2 separate regions of the Mustela erminea genome follow, and region 2 is linked to region 1. The links are chromatin contacts, called in public Hi-C maps. All regions are on one chromosome and are shown on one strand. The core of a region is the stretch at or near the end of the contact, and the rest is flanking DNA. Distances in the headings are between cores, read along the strand shown.

Evidence for each region. Hi-C and Micro-C count contacts between places; a contact is called where the count stands out from the background.
Region 2: a contact with region 1 is called in a Hi-C map of skeletal muscle, with 3 times the contacts expected there. The contact joins the promoter of MAP4 here to the enhancer-like site in region 1. A contact is called at or near these places in 2 of 3 Hi-C or Micro-C datasets (fibroblasts and skeletal muscle).

The regions. Positions count from the first base shown.
Region 1 is chr1:18,096,645-18,099,344 of mMusErm1.Pri, forward strand. All of the region lies in intron 1 of MAP4 (microtubule-associated protein 4), which reads right to left. Among named protein-coding and RNA genes, the nearest start is that of MAP4, 66 kb to the right of the region's middle. Within about 2 kb of position 1,302, the one cell type or tissue checked has open chromatin away from gene starts, as enhancers often do. A contact at or near this core is called in fibroblasts, where this site is marked.
Region 2 is chr1:18,162,535-18,165,234 of mMusErm1.Pri, forward strand. It overlaps MAP4 (microtubule-associated protein 4), which reads right to left and starts at 1,451. Exons shown (of 18, transcript XM_032318330.1): 1 at 1,353-1,451.

The DNA of each region.
Region 1 (2,700 bases), core at 52-2,551:
AGATGATTCAATTTTATAGTTATTCTATTCTAAAATATATACAAGTATAATAAATTAAGTAAGTGTTCTACAGGTTTGTTAAACCGGTTTTGCCAGTGTTTTGGAATTGATTTTAATGAATTCATGGGTGAATTTCATCCCACACTCACAGAACCATTTAAGGTCACTTAATATTCAGTTATGCCTTAAAATGTTGAGTTATGTAATTTATGGACATAAGGGTATGGCAAAATGTTACTCTCAAATCTGGATATTCAGGAAGGTCCAAAAATGTACCCGTATGAATGAGGACTACCTACTAAAAAGAAATGATCTCTTCTTGACTATTTACACTATTCCTTCCCCCCCCCCCAATAAAAATAAGCATTTATTATCCTCCATTACAGGAGTCCCAGGAGAAGGCAATATCATGGCTGATCAATTCAGTAACTCAATGACTTTCAAGGACCCAGGTTCTTTTCATCTTCTTCTTTTTTTTTATTCTTTAATTTTTTATTAACATATAATGAATTATTAGCCCCAGGGGTACAGGTCTGTGAATCACCAGGTTTACACACTTCACAGCACTCACCATAGCACATACCCTCCCCAATGTCCATAACCCCACCACCCTCTCCCTCCCCCCAGCAACCCTCAGTTTGTTTTATGAGACTAAGTCTCTTATGGTTTGTCTCCCTCCCCATCCTATCTTGTTTCATTTATTCCTACCCCCCCCCCGCCCCGCGCCACCCCCCACCCCCGCCAAACCTCCCACGATGCATCTCCACTTCCTCCTATCAGGGAGTTCTTTCTCTGACTGACTTATTTCGCTAAGCATAATACCCTCTAGTTCCATCCACGTTGTGGCATCTACTACATCTTTCTTATCTGTATAAAAGTTTTACCTTTAAAAGGCTCTGGGAGGCAAAAAAAAAAAAAAAAAAGCTAGGTACAGAAGTTTCTATGCCTCACTGAGGCACCAGTTCTAAAGCTTCCTGTGAGTCACATTCAGGGGCTGAGTTCCCTAATCTGTAAAATGAGAGTGGTATGTTAAATGATTCCTGAGGCTGATTATTCTATAAGCTGCTTATAATTTAGATTCATCACTTAAATTAGAAATAAACTGCACACAGATCCTCAATGTGCATGCCTGATTTTTATATGTCAAGTACTCCCAATTATAACTGGGTGCAGATTTATTAAAAGGCAAAAGCTTTTTGGCAAAGGGAAAGACTAAAAAACTCATCACTGCACAGTGCCCTGCTTGAGCAAATCTGACTGGAGCTTAAGAAACTCCACCCAGTTCTGGCTAACATCAAAGGAGACTTGACACCACTCTGCCAAAAAATAAGCCCCATATTATTTAACCAGGCACCAAGAGAACACACAGTTTTCAAGCATAGCGCTTTGGACATCTGATCTTTCATTCTGACTACATGCCTGAAATGAAACTATCTGTTGAGAAGAGTTTTGAAAATATGTGAACGAAGACAAGAAATAATGATATGACAAGATGATGAAGCACAGAACAGAATTTTGGGCTCCTGACTAGCCTCTGACTATTAATAGCCATGTACTCATGCGGAGTAAATAAGATACGATGAGCTCACAAAGCATCTCCTCTGTTGTATGGTTTACTTTAGATTACACACTCTGGAATTAGTTACTGAACGATTTTCTAGGTTTATAGAGACTGGTGTTCACAATTAATTTAAATACAAAGAAGTATGGGCAACTTCTCAAGGTCCCAAAATTCCTCTTGAAAATATTAAGTCAGGGGCGCCTGAGTGGCTCAACCCTTAGGCATCTGCCTTTGACTCAAGTCATGATCCTGGGGTACTAGGATCAAGCCCTGCATTGGGCTCCCTGCTCAGTGAGAAGCCTGGTTCTCCCTCTCCCAATCCCCCTGCTTGTGTTCCCTCTCTCGCTGGGTCTCCCTCTGTCAAATAAATAAATAAAATCTCTAAAAAAACAAAAAAAAAAAAACAGAAAATGTTAGGTCAGTCTTACCTATATAGTCAGTCACTCACTCCAGATCTGTGTTGATTGTGTCTGATGAGAAATTACCATTAGCAATCTAGTCTGCAAATGGCCTGTTGCTGCCTTGGTCCTCCAGGATCTACTTCCTGGACCTGGACCCTCCACCCTCCCAAAGGTACTCCTCTGAAGCTAAAGTGGAGCAAGAAAACTCATGATGAAAAAGAGAAACAGAAGCCTAATTCCCACCAACATAGTGAGACACTCTGCACAGCCACTGTCACATTTTCATTTCACTCTGTCACATTTGCCAAAACTGTACCAAGATTATTTGTGGTAGTCAGCATTCTCTTTTTTAAAAGTGTAAAAATAAAATAAAAGTGTAGAATCCTGTTTCACGGGGCGCCTGGGTGGCTCAGTGGGTTAAAGCCTCTGCCTTCGGCTCAGGTCATGATCCCAGGGTCCTGGGATCGAGCCCCGCATCGGGCTCTCTGCTCTGCGGGGAGCCTGCTTCCCCCTCTCTCTCTGCCTGCCTTTCTGCCTACTTGTGATCTCTGTCTGTCAAATAAATAAATAAAATCTTAAAAAAAAAAAAAATCCTGTTTCACAATTTCAAAGGGGGTACAGGGACTTATACCCCAGAAGGCCCATCATTCCACCTTAGTGTGAGTTCAGTTCTTATCAAGTTAACTTTCCTCTTAATCCCAGAGATCAATTCCATGCAAAGTATTTAAGGTTTTTGGT
Region 2 (2,700 bases), core at 201-2,700, 66 kb after region 1:
CTAAATCCATGTGCTCAGCTTGGATTCAGGACTGATTTATAAAAATAGCTGTTGCTGCTGCTCTTTGAATCTCTTTGAGCTGATGACTGGGCAGTGTTACCCTATAGGCCTAAAGCAGCTGTATTCCCTCACCACACCCATTTCTCTGCCTACCCAGCCGAGCTGACGGTACCCCCCTCCCATCTCTGCAGCATACTATTCTCCCTCTTCCTGGGCTGAGTGAGCAAATTACAAGCACAAATATCCCCTGATGCAATGCCACAACCATCCCTGGGAAAGAGCAGAGGCAGTTGCCAAAAGTGCAGCAGCAGGGAAACGGGCGGGAGACAGGCACACACACACACACACACACACACACACACACACACAGCAAGAAACACTGCAATGCTATGCAGCCCGGGAGAGCGAATCGAGAGGCCCTGGGGAGCAATAGTGTAACCGAACCAGAGGAGGGAAAGGAGAAAGGGAGTTTCCAGGAGAGAGCTGGGTAACACTAACCTTCCCCAGAAGCACCTTCCACACCGGGTCTGGGTGCTAAAACACAAACCTAAGCGTAATGACTGCCTCCTCCCTAACGTAGCAAAAGCATTTAATTTACACGTTCCTGGGTGGAAACAAACAAAAAAACCAACGTCCTGACCCCCACGGGGTAATTTCACCAAAAAAGGGCTCAAGCAACACCAGCGGAGAACCTGGTCCAGGTGCTAAATCACAATCTCGGTTCTGGGTAATGTTTCCAACTGCCCCCTCCCGGTCCTAGTCCCAATCCTCCCATCCCCACCCTTGCTGCGACGGCTTTGCCCTCCCGCAGCCAGACACACGCTAGTCCCCCAGCAGTGCGGGAGGAGACGCGCGCAGAGAGCCCAGGCTGGGGCCCGGTTCTCCAGACCGCCCCTCAGCCCTGCCCGTAACCCCAGACTGGCCACTCTCTCTAGCTCACATCAACCCCACCTCAACTGACCCCCGAAGTCTCAAGGACCTTTGAGTTTTTCTATGCCCCTGAACCCCACCCAGGGCCGCAGACCGCAGCCGACCCTCGCTCCGCGAGCGCAACCCCATCCTGAGCCCAAAGCATGTCGCTCGGCCCCACGCCCCAGACGCCCGAAACCCCGGTCCTCTCAGCCCGGTCCGCCCCGAGGCGCCCCCGGATCACTCCTCTAAGCCTCGGAAGAACACGCCCGCAGGCCCCCAGCCCGGCCGCCCCCGCGTCCCACAGGCCCGCGGCCACCGCCCTTCCCAGCCTCCCGCGGGCCCTGCGGGGTCCCAAGCGCCCGCGGGGCGCGGCTCGGGCAGCCCCCGGGACAGTGGGGAGGCCGCCCCTCAGATCGGGCCCCGCCTGCCGCCGCACCTACCCGCCGCCGCTGCGCCTGAGCCGAAGCCGGAGGGAGCCGGGAGACGGCCGGGAGGAGCCGGGAGAAGTCGGGAGGAGCCGGAGCCACCGAGCAAGCCCGTGGGGCGGGGCGCAGGGAGGCGGCCGCTTCCTCGTCGCCCTCTTGAGGGCCGGCGCGAGGGAGGGGCGCCGCCACCGCCTATCCCGCGGGCGCCGCTGCTCCGACCAATAAACGCGGCGAGGGGGCGGGCGGAGGGCTGAGGCAAGCCAATGGGCGTCGGCCCCGCCGCCTCGACCTCGCAATGGTAGCGGCGCGAGCGGAGGGCCGTTGGGGGCGAGGTACGCATGGGGGCTTCAGACTCCCGCCTCCCGCCGGCTAGCACCCGGGCGGCCGGCGGGTAGACCGACTGCCGCCAGGGCTTTGTAGTGGACGTTGCTTCCTTTCAGAACTTGGGTGCTTGGAGCGGAGAGGATGCGAGCGGCCGGGTACACGCGGCCAGGGCCCGGGTCTCCCACCGACGGGGCCTGCGGGCTCTGTGATGTAACCTGGGCGGGGCGCGAGGCGGGGCCTAGGGCGCGGGCCAGCTGGTCGCGGGAAGGAGTTGTGGGGGGACGGGGCGCGGGTGTGGGGCCCCTCTAGGGCTGCGCTGCCACCAGCCACAAGCGACGTGGCTGTTTCGTGTTGAAACGTGCTGTAGGTGTAGAGTACACATCGGATTTCCGAGACTTAGCACCAAAAAATAGATCTCATTCATAATTTTATATTGATTATAAACGACAGTTGATAGCAAAATTGGTTATTACCGTTTTAGATCTATTTGATTAAAGAAAACACATTTAAAATAGTTTCGTGGTGTTTTTTTTTTTGTTTTGTTGTTTGCTTTTTAAAATGTGGCCACTAGGAAACTTAAAATTACTGTTTGGGTCACGTTATACGTTTGCTAGCTACCAGTGGTCCAGAAGGAAAAGTGATGGTTCACGCCTACTGAGTACTTATTATAGTCCAGGCACTCTCCGTTTAAGTGTGTGACACCTAATAACTCCTTTGCTGTCACAAGGATGCTCTACAATTGGTGTTAATGTTCCCATTCTCATTTTACAGATGAGAAACAAACACAGAAGTTTGGTAATTTACCTAATGACCGGCAAGCCAGCAATCAGAGTGGTGCCTTAACTCAGGCAACCAGGCCTGGGGGCCATGTAGTCAACCCCTAGAGCTGGCTGGTTACCTGCTCTAGAAAGAACACTGGACTTGGCTCGAAAGCCCTGGTTGGATGTCAGCGCTGCTACTTAGTGTGTCACCGTGGGGAAGTTCAGCTTCAGAGGCTTTAGTAAAAGTGGGATAATGCGGTCACCGGCCTCTGTCATAG